Regions from separate parts of the Mus musculus genome. Here regions 1 and 2 are each linked to region 3. A link is a contact called in public promoter capture Hi-C data. All regions are on one chromosome and are shown on one strand. The core of a region is the stretch at or near the end of the contact, and the rest is flanking DNA. Distances in the headings are between cores, read along the strand shown.

Region 1 (3,882 bases), core at 411-2,910, 680 kb after region 3:
TGGGGAGTACATAGAATTTTCCAGCTAGTAGATGCTGTGGAGGGCTAGCAAGTGCAGGCAACTTTCTGTGAACCAGGCTTCTCCTATGAGTTCTACAAAGTCGGTGCTATTATTTTGTGGATGAGGCAGCCGAGGCACAGAAAAGTTTGTTTGCCCAACAGCACACAGAGAAGGTGGCTTCAGAGTCTGTGTTCTTAGCTATGGCTTTGTTCAGCTTATCACCCAACTTCTTCTGTCCAGGCACTTATTTAAGCTACAGTCAGGGTCTGGTAAGTGTGTGACATCCATGTGACTCTTCATGGGTACATTTTAAAATCCCTCTGCTCTCCTCTGCTAATGTGAGATCCCACTGAGGCCAGTCTCCTGTGTTCTGAATTTTCCCACATTCAGGATACAGCATGGGGTAGGCAGAGGTGCTTTTCTTCAAGAGTGTGGACACTGGTAGTTTCTGCACTAGCCCAAGTGTATGATCCCAGCTCCTCCCTGCATCTCAGCAGCACTAACTGGACTAAATGGCTCAAACCAACCAACCAACTAACCAACCAACCAAACATCCAAACAACCAAACCAAATCAAACATTTAGAAGGACATGCAGTTAGAGGGAGGTATGATAGAGATTCTGGATCCTCAGAGGACCTAGAAGACAAGAATGAGGGTTGGATATGATCAAGATACAGTGTATCCATGTATGAAATTTTCAAAGAATGAATACAAAACTAAAGGAAGAATGTCATTGGGAAGAGAGGCCCCTTGGTCTTGCAAACTTTATATGCCTCAGTACAGGGGAACACCAGGGCCAAGAAGTGGGAGTGGGTGGGTAGGGGAGTGTGTGTGTGGGTTTAATGGGGGGACTTTTGGGATAGCATTTGAAATGTAAATGAAGAAAATACCTAATTAAAAAATATTGAAAAAAAAAAAAAGGATGTGCTGATATCCAAAGGGCCTATGATAGGAGCAGACACTTACTTCTTAATAGGAATACTGGAGGCTGGGAGAGCAAAGAAACATGAATGGAATTACTGAGAGCCAATCCAGCTCTCTGTCTGACAGAGCTAGCCTTCAAAACACAGAGTGAAGTAAAGACGGTGCACAAACAAAAAGTGTCCTCAGATATCGTGCATAGACAGAGACTCAAAAGGAAGGTTTCCCTTTATATAGGGAGAGAGTGATCTCAGATGGGGAAAAAAAAGTAAAATTTAAGGTTTAGGAACTCTGTAATTAGCAAGCCTGCAGGTAAACATCAATTAGATGCTTGGAACGTCCCCTAGACGGTAAGTCTCACACAAAACACACAAGGCTGCCAACTGTAACTGCACAAGCTGGAGGGATTAAGGAAAGGTTAAAGCCTGAGCTCTAGAAATATCAGGAAAGTGATAGAAGTAATAAAATATGCTAGAATGTAATGAGTCAAGCATGCGTGTCCCACCCGCTAGCCAAACCACTAAAGGAACAGAAACAATGTTTAAGCTAGGAATTAAAACAAGAGAAAGTGCATAGCAAACACTCAGTTTAACTGAAGAAAGCCAGGTGAGACAAGCCTGTAACAGAGACCTGTTCCTAACAAAGAGTAAATTCGAAACCCAGACAAAGGAACTCCAGCCTCCACTCTGCAGATGGCACTGGGCTCCCCACTGGCTGTGCCCTCCTTCTCTCTGCAACAGACACAAACACCCCTCTACATTTCCACTGCAGCATGGACTCTGCAGCATTGTCTAGGACAACTAAAAAGATGCCAGATGTGGCCCTCCATTTAAACTCCAAAAGGCACAGCTTTGAAGTCAGCATCACACTGACCTGAGCACAGAGGTGCCTGTCTCTAGGAAGCTGCTGATCTCAGTGAGACTTGGCAGGGAATTTGACAGAAAACATCTCAAATCTCTCGAGTCATGGTGTCTTCTCCTGTGCATTCCTCTGTGTGTGTGTGCCTGTGTGCGTGTGTGTGAACCTTGGGCATTGTTTCTCAGATACCATCTTGTTTGTTTTTCAAGGCAGAGTATCTCACTGATCTGGACTTCCCCAAGAAGGCTAGGCAGCTGCATGGATACAAGTGTGTCTATCTTTCCAGAACCAGGGTTTACAAGCAGGTGCTGTCTGTACAAGATTTTTTTGTTTGTTGGTGGGTTTTTGTTTTGTTTTGGGTAGGTTCTGGCACTTGAACTCAGCTCATGTTGTTTTCATAGTAAATGCTTTGCTGACTGATCTCCCCACCTTGCTTTTCTTTCTGGAAAACCAAAACTAAAAAAACCACTACTCCCCGATCAAAAAACAAACAAACAAAAAAACAAACAAAAAAAAACAATAACAACAACAACAAAAAAAAAAAAACAAAAAAAACCTTTTCTCTCTTTTGAGAGCTTTGCTGTATTTACTAGAAATAGTCAAATTCCCAAGTACATTATAAAATGTGAAGCTTATGCACACAAACCATTAGCAAGCCCTCTTAATGAGGGTGTCGAAGGCTTGCAATACTGAAGGGCGTCCAGAGGAATGGAATCAACCAGCAAAGAGCTTTCCGTGGTTCCCCAATAAGTGAAACTCTGACTGATGGTTTCGATAATCAGCCTGAGCTCAGAATAAACCCTTTCTTTGGAGAATACCACAGCACATTCCTCAGATTCTATTTTAGAGATTAGCCCTGATTAAGGGAAATTTATTAGGCGTAAAAGGAGAAGTGCCGGACTTGCACAAAAGGGACGCCAGAATACCAGCATTATTGTTCTTCATTAAAAAAATAAGCACGTGCACAGGTATGTCTAAATGGAAGTTAGACATTCTATATCTGACGCAGAGAGGTTTTAAGATCACGATTTTCAGAGGCTTGTCCCAAAAGGAAAACACTATGGGGCTAATAACATTTAATTTGCTTCATTTAGATCTATTAAATTTATTAGATTGCAAAACTCAAGTAAGATGGTCTCAGAGGTGATAAAAGGGGCTTTGGTATCTCTGAATAACAAGCCAGTACCATTATGTTACTCTGGTGTGGTCCAGTACAGTGTAAACAAGAAGCATTTCAAATACCACATGGTGTCATAGAAACACCTGCACCAGTGTCTGTCCTCTTTTGTGATCTTATGATGTATTGGTAACAATAACACATCAATTATTTGATTGTCGTTTGCTATTTCCAAGTAAACCAAATGTTATCATTAAGAGGTAAAACTTATTCTGGTAACAAAATGATCATTTTGCTTCTGAAAGGGAAACATTTATTTCATTTTAGGGAAAGAAGAAGTCACAGGAGGCCACGGGCCCTGCCACATCTCAGCTCAGGGTCTGCTGGCTTCACACCAGGTGGAATTCACCCATCTATAAGACAGAGGTCACCCTACTTCATCTTCCTCTTTGGAAGGTTGCACAGAACTGTCATTAGCATTGACAGACAGGAGGCAACTGTTATACCAAGGCATAGACAGAGACACCATTAAACCTTTGGAGCCCATGGATCGGTCCTCTGCTCTATACACAGCTCGTGGCCTGATTTGAGGAGATTCCATGGACGCCTTTCTGTGATACCCACAGTGTAGACAGAGCAGCTAGGCAAGAGAGATCTGTTTTCCTATCACTCTGCTTTTAACCATCTGTGTTGGTGAGGTTGCCATGGTAGAAGGCTTGCAGAGGGTCTGTGTGTTGAATGGGGATGACCAGCTGAGCAACAGGAAAAGGGAAATAACGCAGACTATAACTGTGACCCTGAACTTCACTCCTTACAGGGACCTTAAAGACATGGTAGATGTGGAACTGGAGCTGAGCTAGGCCTGAAGGTCTGCCCTATGGAGAGCAGCACTGGGCTAGATGTTCAATGTGGCCCTAGATCTTGGTCATAGAATATAGCTCACAATCATTTAACCAGTAAGAACCAGTCGAGGGGTGGGTGACTG
Region 2 (3,468 bases), core at 216-2,715, 860 kb after region 3:
TATTCTGACATAATTTCCATTATGCCCCACTGACAGGCATGGGGAGTTAAGGAACAGATTCCATTAACTTCTCTGAGCAGGGCAGGTCACAGGCGCTGGGAGGTGGTTGAACAAAGATGAGAGGAGCTTCCAGAGTTCTGTCCTTAAAAAAAGATGTGTGCTGACTTCCCCATTCAAGAAGAGCCAGGAAGAAGGATGGAGAATGTTTATCTGCCATAAAAATCATCTAGTCACTCAGAGGTTTTATTTAAACAATCTGGTTTTAGACGGTATTTTCAAAGACTAGATGCCGTCATTGACAAGAAAGCTCATGACACTTGATGTTACAACAGTCACATCTCTACAGATCAGTTGAATCTCCTGAAAACACTGAGTCAGGACCAAAGCAGACAGGCCTCCATTACTTATACCGGTCACATCATTCTTGAAGACGATTCACAAGTGTTATGACTAATATTTAAATTCAGCTATGACTTTGTCCAAGGTGTTTGGCGATTTTTATAGGACATTGCATTTTTACCACTATTTTCCATGTGGTTCTGACAAATCTCATTTGGGTTTTAGAATGTACCAGGGGAATTTGGTACCAGAGGAAAAACCTTTGCACTCCTCCTGCTCATCCTATTTGGAACTAAAAATGCCCACACAGGACCATGAAATGCAACTACAGAGGAAGATGGCCAGCTCTTCAAGAAATCACCGTACGTGTCGGTGGGAGAGGAGTGGCTGGAGCCAGAGGCTTGTTTAGAGAACAGGTTTTGCTTCAGATATTTGCTAGATTACAGAGTTTGGGTTGTCATGGTAATCAGCAGAATGATTTAAACAAGTCTACCCAGAAATAGAAGTCACTTGTACTGTATTCATAAGAATCAGAGAAATCTCTTTATTTAATGAAAAGAAAATTCTCAATTTGAATGAAGAGAAACATGGTGTGTCAGATTCACTTCTCTGACAAACTGCTTGTTATTACATCTCTTAAATGGCAGAAAGACAAAATATTTAGAACTAAAACACATAGAAAACTTATGGAATGAACCCGGAGGTACTTAGAGGGTAGTTTATAGGCCCAGAGAAAAGAAAATCATTTAAAAACGCCAAACAAACATTCAGTTTGTAAGCTCAGGGAACAAAAGAAAAATTCTCAAAATGAGCAAAAATAAGAACACAGTAAACTAAAAAACAGCAAAAAGAACGTGAGACTTGACAATCAAACAACAACAACAAAAAAAAATGCTTTTTTAGAAACAATTCTTACAGGCTAATTTTGAGCTAGACCAAGACACAAACTATGTGAAGTGCAAATTTCCACCTCAGTTACGAACTTACTAAAGACCATAAAGGCACACCTGTAACCGATGACACAGAGTAAGTGTAAGGCCTTGAAATGGGTAGGCTTGTGGGAATCATACATGACTCAAAAAATAAATAAAACTACGCAGTCACATTCAATCTGTTCCCTAACTGTTGGACGGCATTAGGAACACTGGAGAGAGGACTAAAACACAGACTGCCGCTCATACTCATTAGTATGAATCTAACAGCCAAGAGATCTACCAAAAGCAAGAACTAGAATCCCATTTCACCCATGAAAACAAAAACCAGCTAAACCAAACAGCAGGGATGGAGCCCTTGCTGAGAGAATGAGTCAAGGAAAGAAATAAAACAGCCAAACAGAGAGCTGAGAGGTTGAGAGCACTGTCTGCTATTGTAGAGGGCTGGCTTTGGATCACAGCACCTGCATGGGCTCACAACCATTTGTCACTACAGCTCCATGGGATCTGATGGCTCCTTTGCAGTCGGTGGCCATCAGGCACTCATGTGGCACACACACATACATGTGGCACACATACACACATGTGATGAACATACATACACATGGTGCACATACATACATGTGGTACATACACATACATACATGTAATATACATTTATATACATATGGTAAACATACATATGTGTGGTTCACATACACACAAAGAGTCAAACACATATTGAACACTAAAACATTTAAAGCAACTAAAATATTGTAAAGAAAAAATGGACTTAGTGAGTTATATGTGTGCATTTGTGCATGCCTGTGTGTGTGTGTGTGTGTGTGTAACAATAGTAATTAAAGGAGAAGTCATGAATTTGAGAGAGAAAGCAGGGAAAACAGCAGGAGTTGTGTGAGAAGAGTTGGAATTGACATAAATATAGAACGCCTATGTCTTTGCATGTGTGGTTGTGCATGCCTTAACCCTAGCATTAGAGGCAGAGGCAGGTGGATCCCTGTAAATATGAGGCCAGTCTGAATCACTTATTGAGGTCCAGGCCAGCTAGGGCTATGGGATCCTGTCTTAAAAGGAAAACAAAACAAACAAAAAACAAAGTCTCATATTAAAAGTTAAATATTAATTAAAAATAGACACACTGAAGCAAGGAATGAGATGGTTGTCATAATCCCACTAGACTTTAATAAGCTTACATGAAACATAAGAGCTCCTCAGGACAGATAACTGTGGGAACGTTACGTAAACACGTTGCATAAGGGCAAGTCTCAGCCATACTGCCATCATTTTGGAAACAAGACAAGAAAGATGTACCATCAGACACGCCCAACTATTTGGAAGTGCTGGTCAGTGCAATAAAGCATCGAGAGAAGCAGGGGGCACAGAGGGAGCAAGCACTCTCTGACTGTTAGATAACCCTAAGCTATTCCAGCAAACCCCCTCATCAGAACTGATAAGAAAAGCCTAGGTGGGATTTAGGATTTCTGCAGAGAAGATCACCCTGGAAAGTTCCCTGTTCAGCATCTCAGTCACTGAGACAGAGCAGAACCGAGTTCATGGTGGTGACATCGAGTGGAGCGAAACGTCCAGAAAAAGAAAACCAGGGAGCGAGGGACACTCAGTGAGCTGAGGAGAAAGCAGCGGGCATTGCTGACTGTGTGAAAGAGCCCGGACAAATGCTGCAATGCCGAAGCTTGCCCCAGAGGGACAGGCTCCCCCACAGTCATTTGTGGATGTGCTCTGGCTGGTATCCTAAAAGAACGTCTCATGAAAATCAAAATTAATACAGGATGTACGGAAGAATAAAGATCACCAAAACACTGGAAACCACTAAAAAGAACCAACTTGTTAAACAGTGTTATTTGTGTGATTTCAGTCAGGTTGAGACCCAGGGCGACTGAGCAAGGATACTAATAAATAGAGCAGGGATCCCCGAGTGCTCGAATCAAATAGAAAATTGTTCCAGACCCTCTATACAAAATAATACTTACAAAGTGCTGAAAATCTCAGTTTTAGGGAAAATGTAAAACACCCTTGTACCAAGAGAGGACAAGCTACGATACGTCTGAAATAAGACTAAAACATGCCTTACATCTGCGACACTCTCGGGGCCGCAGTGTACAGCTGTCACTTGCGCTTGCTGGAAATGCAGAGTCATGCTCTGACTGCAGTCATGCCACGAAGGCCCCGCCCAGTGGGA
Region 3 (3,951 bases), core at 339-2,838:
CTTTTAAACAGCACTACCTATGAGAAGACCCCCCCCCCCACACACACACACTGGTACTGGTATAAGGAGTGGCTACATTTAAAATGCGAGGGAGCCCCAGAGCATCTCTCCAGTTCAGTTCAAAGGCTGTTCTGGCAGGCCTGGTTTGGTCTTTCAAGGAGCAACAGGTACAGTAAACAAGTCACAGAAGCCAGGGACCACAGGCCTCCCTCTGGTCTGTGGCTCTTCAGGGCCTACTCAAGGTTTGGAAGAGACCGCGGTTTCTATCCCTTTGTCCCCGAACAACCTTAAAGCAGGAGGCTGTCTCCTCCTTGCCCCGCCCCTCCCCAGAGACTCATATTTAAGCAAGATGCTCTCTGCCCACCACAGTGCCTGGACACCACCTCTGAGTTTCTGGAAACTCTTTGCTCCCAGCCCCCTCTGTCCGTGCGCCTCGTGGCCTAGTGATAGACATTCTTCCCTTGCTGCTAAGGCCAAAGCTTGGCAGCAAAAGGTGCCTGAGGCTACGTTTTAATTATTAGCTCCCTAGAGAGGGCCGACTCCTGCACTGCACGGGACGAGCGGCTGGCAGACACAGTAGCACACACCTACAATGCACACGCACACTCAGGTGGGCTCGACGAGCCTGTCTTCCACGAGGCTCCGCGAGCGTCCCAACCCGTCACGGGCGCGGAACTCCAAGCGCCGTGGAGTTCAAGCGGTACTTACCCCCAAGACGCTCTGAGCCAGGAGTCCCACTGTCACAGTTGCTAGCAGCAGCCACCTGCACAGGAGAGGGAGGGAGGGTAAGAAAGCGACCAAAACATGCGGGCCCCAACTTGTCAACTCCTGAAATATGCATGCAAGGTCCCCTTCACCTAGGAGACCAGGCAGAAGGCGACTTACCCTCGCAGGGGAGGGCCAGACGCTTTGAACCGCACTCGGTCCATGATCCCAGTCTTTGAGCTCTAGACTCGGCTCGATCCCTTCCTAACCTGGAGGCAAGAGACAAAGCGGGTTAGCAAAGGTGGCAGGCAGAGAGAGCATCGTCATCTTAGCACCCTGACTCCGCATAATGTCCCTCGTTTCCTTGCGGGGTGACCAAAGTTCTGTCCCATCAGGAGACAGAAAAAGGGAGATTCTTCTCCGTAGGCCCTGCCTGGAGCTCCTCAGCCCATGCAGCGCGATCCCTATTCCCCCAGCTCCGATCCAACGGAGCGCGCAGCCTCAGCCTACTCCGGCGCTACAGGTCCGCGACTTGGGGCCTGGCTCTCTGTGCCTCCCGGGGGTCGCTCTCACCTCAGGGTCAGGAGCTGCTGCCCGCGCGCATGGGCCCCTGAAGAAGCGTTGGCCCGTGGCACACCGGCGGCCAGGCCGGCCTGGCTCTGCTCCGTGGGCGCCGGACTCTCGGCCCCGGCGTGCCTTGCTGGTGCTTGCCCGGGATTGGCGAGCCAAGGGGCTCGTGGAATCGGGGCGCGGGAGGAGCTGGGTGCGGAGCGCAGAGCCCCGGCGTTCGGACTCCCTGCGACACCAAGTCCCGAGCGGCGCGCAGCCTCCGCCTCTTACCCGCGCCGCAGGGTCCTCCCCTTGGAGACGCCGCCCGCGCACTGCCGAGGGGAGGGGGCAGCGCCAACAAATTGGGGAGCTCCTCGGGCGGCGCGCTCAGGTCTCTGCGCAGAGTCACCGCACCCGGGACGGTGAGCAGGGCTCACGCCCGGGCCCTCCGAGACTGAGCACCTCGCCGTGGCCCACGGGAACTGGGCTGCATTTCCCCGCCGTCTCTGCTGGTCCCCTGCCGCCCCGGGCGCGCCACCATGGGGCCCCGGCTCAGCGTCTGGCTTCTGCTGCTCTTCGCCGCCCTTCTGCTCCACGAGGAGCGCAGCCGAGCAGCTGCGAAGGTGAGTTCCCTGCGGGCTGCGCTCCCCAGCCTCCCTCCCTGCACCCCTGACGCCCCGCGAGGCCTCTTTGTCCAGCGCCTGGCGCAGTCAAGCCGCCTGGCCCTCGAGGGTACCGCGGGTGGCACGGCCAGGTGCATTCTTCCCCCGGGTCTCCCTCTCCTAGTCCCTGTGGGCAGCGATCGCACATCCATTACGGAACCTCCTTTGTTATACACTGGGTGCGGGAGAGTTAGGAAGGGACTGAAGCTTAGCGTGTACCACGGCGGGGTGAGGGTACCGAGGAGCCAGTGAGATTTGAACCCTCATCGCCAAGGCTCTCAGCGGCGGGGCGCGCGAGTGGGTCGGGGCTGGAAGGGTGGCCAGGCACACCCCACGCCACTCAGAGTCCTACACTCATGTGCAGGGGGAACCGCTTTGGGTGTGTTTCTGGTTGTTTGGAGACCGTGATGGTTGAGGCTGAACAGCTTTGGGCCGTTTGCCTGGAAACATCTGTATTTTTGCTTTCCCACGACTTTTGTGTAGCCTACGGCACGCTTGAGAACAGACGCGGGGCTCTTCTCCGCATCCTAAAAGTCTCTGCCTCGACTCTTGCCTTTTATGAGTGCGTGCCTGAAAATTATAACCACATTTAGACTTGAGTGTGAAACCAAAGCGAAACTCCGTCGCATTGTTCCCTGCGCAAATTGTTTTTTTTAAGTTTTTGTTTCCTCTGGTGCTGTGCTTGGCCAGGAGGGCGCTGGGAGATGTTTGCAAGAGCCAGACTTCCAGCTCTGGAGGAACCCGGCCAGACTTTCTGCCTTCGCCCCTAGAGAATACACTTCAGCTGCTGCTGCTGCTGTGACAGCCATGCAGGCCCAAAGGCCACAAGGTGTGGCCTCTCCACAGTTTGCCTTCCCCTCAAATGCCTAAAAAACGACGTTTGCTTCTCACCGAAGCTTCCAAGTTTTAAAAGAAACCGTTGCTTAATTGTGCATTTTCCTTTCCTTTTAAGAATTTCACCTCTTTCCTGCAGGAGCGATACTGATCAACTATGCTATAAATTATTAACTGTTACATACTAGAATAAACTGGTAACGTTACTAGGGGTTTTCTTAATTGGGTTTTGCCTCCCTTTCTGAAGAAGGATGATTAATTACATCAGCAACCAACTTCAGAGAGTTCCCTCCTCTCCAGTCTTCACCTTCACCGCAGGTAGCCTTTTAACTACCCATTCTCTTGCTGAGGGTAGTTTCTCAAAAGAGCAGGCTTGATAGGCTGGACCTGCTGGCGGTGCAGGTCTTGTAGTTCTTGCTTCTTGGACACCCGAAGCAGGGGGATCTCAAGTTCAAGGCTAGCCTGGGCAACAGAATGAGTTCAAGGCTAGCCCAGGCAACATAGGGAGACTCTCGCTATAATAATAATAATAATAATAATAATAATAATAATAATAATAATAATAAAGTAAAAAGAGGCTGACGGGCAAAGTGCTTACCCAGCATGAACATAGCCCTGGGTTCATTCCCCAGGGTGGAAAATATTTACCAAAAGACCTAGGCCTTCTAAGGGGATCACTGTGATGGAAAAGCATGAGCCACTGTTTGGACTTAGGTTTTTCTGAACGATCGTGTTAGCAAAGCTAACTGTGAGATCTCACGTCCAGACCCTCAGGACTTTAAACCGTTGAGTCAGCCACATGAACTCCTGATCTTACTTGGAAAGTCAAACCAGCCAGGGTTGAGGCTTGACATTGATGTATTTCCTACTAATTGTCCTGTAAGACCAAGTACATTTCTGGATGCTCGCTCTGTTCTGTTCCTCCAGCTGCCTTATCTTAAGTGATTTGGCCCGTGGGTACCCTAAGATGTTACCTTGGTAAGACATTCACCCCATTAGCAAGCCTGCTAAATGTGCATATGACCTTAGGTATGCAAGAAGACCTGTTTAAAAACAACATCCCCCCTCATTTAGAAATCTGTGTCCTTTTCATGGTATCAATAACATTTTGCCCAGCTCCTTTTAAAACTAGCTGTTAGAGGTACCACAGCAATGAAGTAGCCTCCATTGAGTTTTCCAAGTCAAATATCCTCTAAGCTAA

The links. Promoter capture Hi-C pulls out the DNA fragments that hold promoters and counts their contacts.
Region 1: a contact with region 3 is called in a promoter capture Hi-C map of stem cell-derived epiblast-like cells, with 2.1 times the contacts expected there. The contact joins the enhancer-like site here to the promoter of Col4a2 in region 3. A contact is called at or near these places in 2 of 39 promoter capture datasets (cranial neural crest and stem cell-derived epiblast-like cells) and 2 of 115 datasets of contacts at active chromatin or transcription factors (bone marrow-derived macrophages and pancreatic cancer cells).
Region 2: a promoter capture Hi-C map of hippocampal neurons shows a contact between it and region 3, with 4 times the contacts expected there. The contact joins the enhancer-like site here to the promoter of Col4a2 in region 3. A contact is called at or near these places in 9 of 39 promoter capture datasets (the 3T3-L1 cell line, the C10 cell line, cranial neural crest and 5 more), 1 of 115 datasets of contacts at active chromatin or transcription factors (embryonic forebrain) and 1 of 9 other capture datasets (embryonic stem cells).

The regions. Positions count from the first base shown.
Region 1 is chr8:10,627,594-10,631,475 of GRCm38.p6, reverse strand. All of the region lies in intron 34 of Myo16 (myosin XVI), which reads right to left. Among named protein-coding and RNA genes, the nearest start is that of Gm32330, 44 kb to the left of the region's middle. Within about 2 kb of position 1,660, at least 48 of the 459 cell types and tissues checked have an H3K27ac peak or open chromatin away from gene starts, as enhancers often do. A contact at or near this core is called in pancreatic cancer cells and stem cell-derived epiblast-like cells, where this site is marked.
Region 2 is chr8:10,448,713-10,452,180 of GRCm38.p6, reverse strand. All of the region lies in intron 20 of Myo16 (myosin XVI), which reads right to left. Among named protein-coding and RNA genes, the nearest start is that of Gm51561, 20 kb to the right of the region's middle. Within about 2 kb of position 1,465, at least 11 of the 459 cell types and tissues checked have an H3K27ac peak or open chromatin away from gene starts, as enhancers often do. A contact at or near this core is called in hippocampal neurons, where this site is marked.
Region 3 is chr8:11,310,442-11,314,392 of GRCm38.p6, reverse strand. Col4a2 (collagen, type IV, alpha 2) reads right to left here and starts at 1,588. Exons shown (of 48, transcript NM_009932.4): 1 at 1,279-1,588; 2 at 886-974; 3 at 709-763. The coding sequence starts at 929. Col4a1 (collagen, type IV, alpha 1) reads left to right here and starts at 1,567. Exons shown (of 52, transcript NM_009931.2): 1 at 1,567-1,877. The coding sequence starts at 1,794.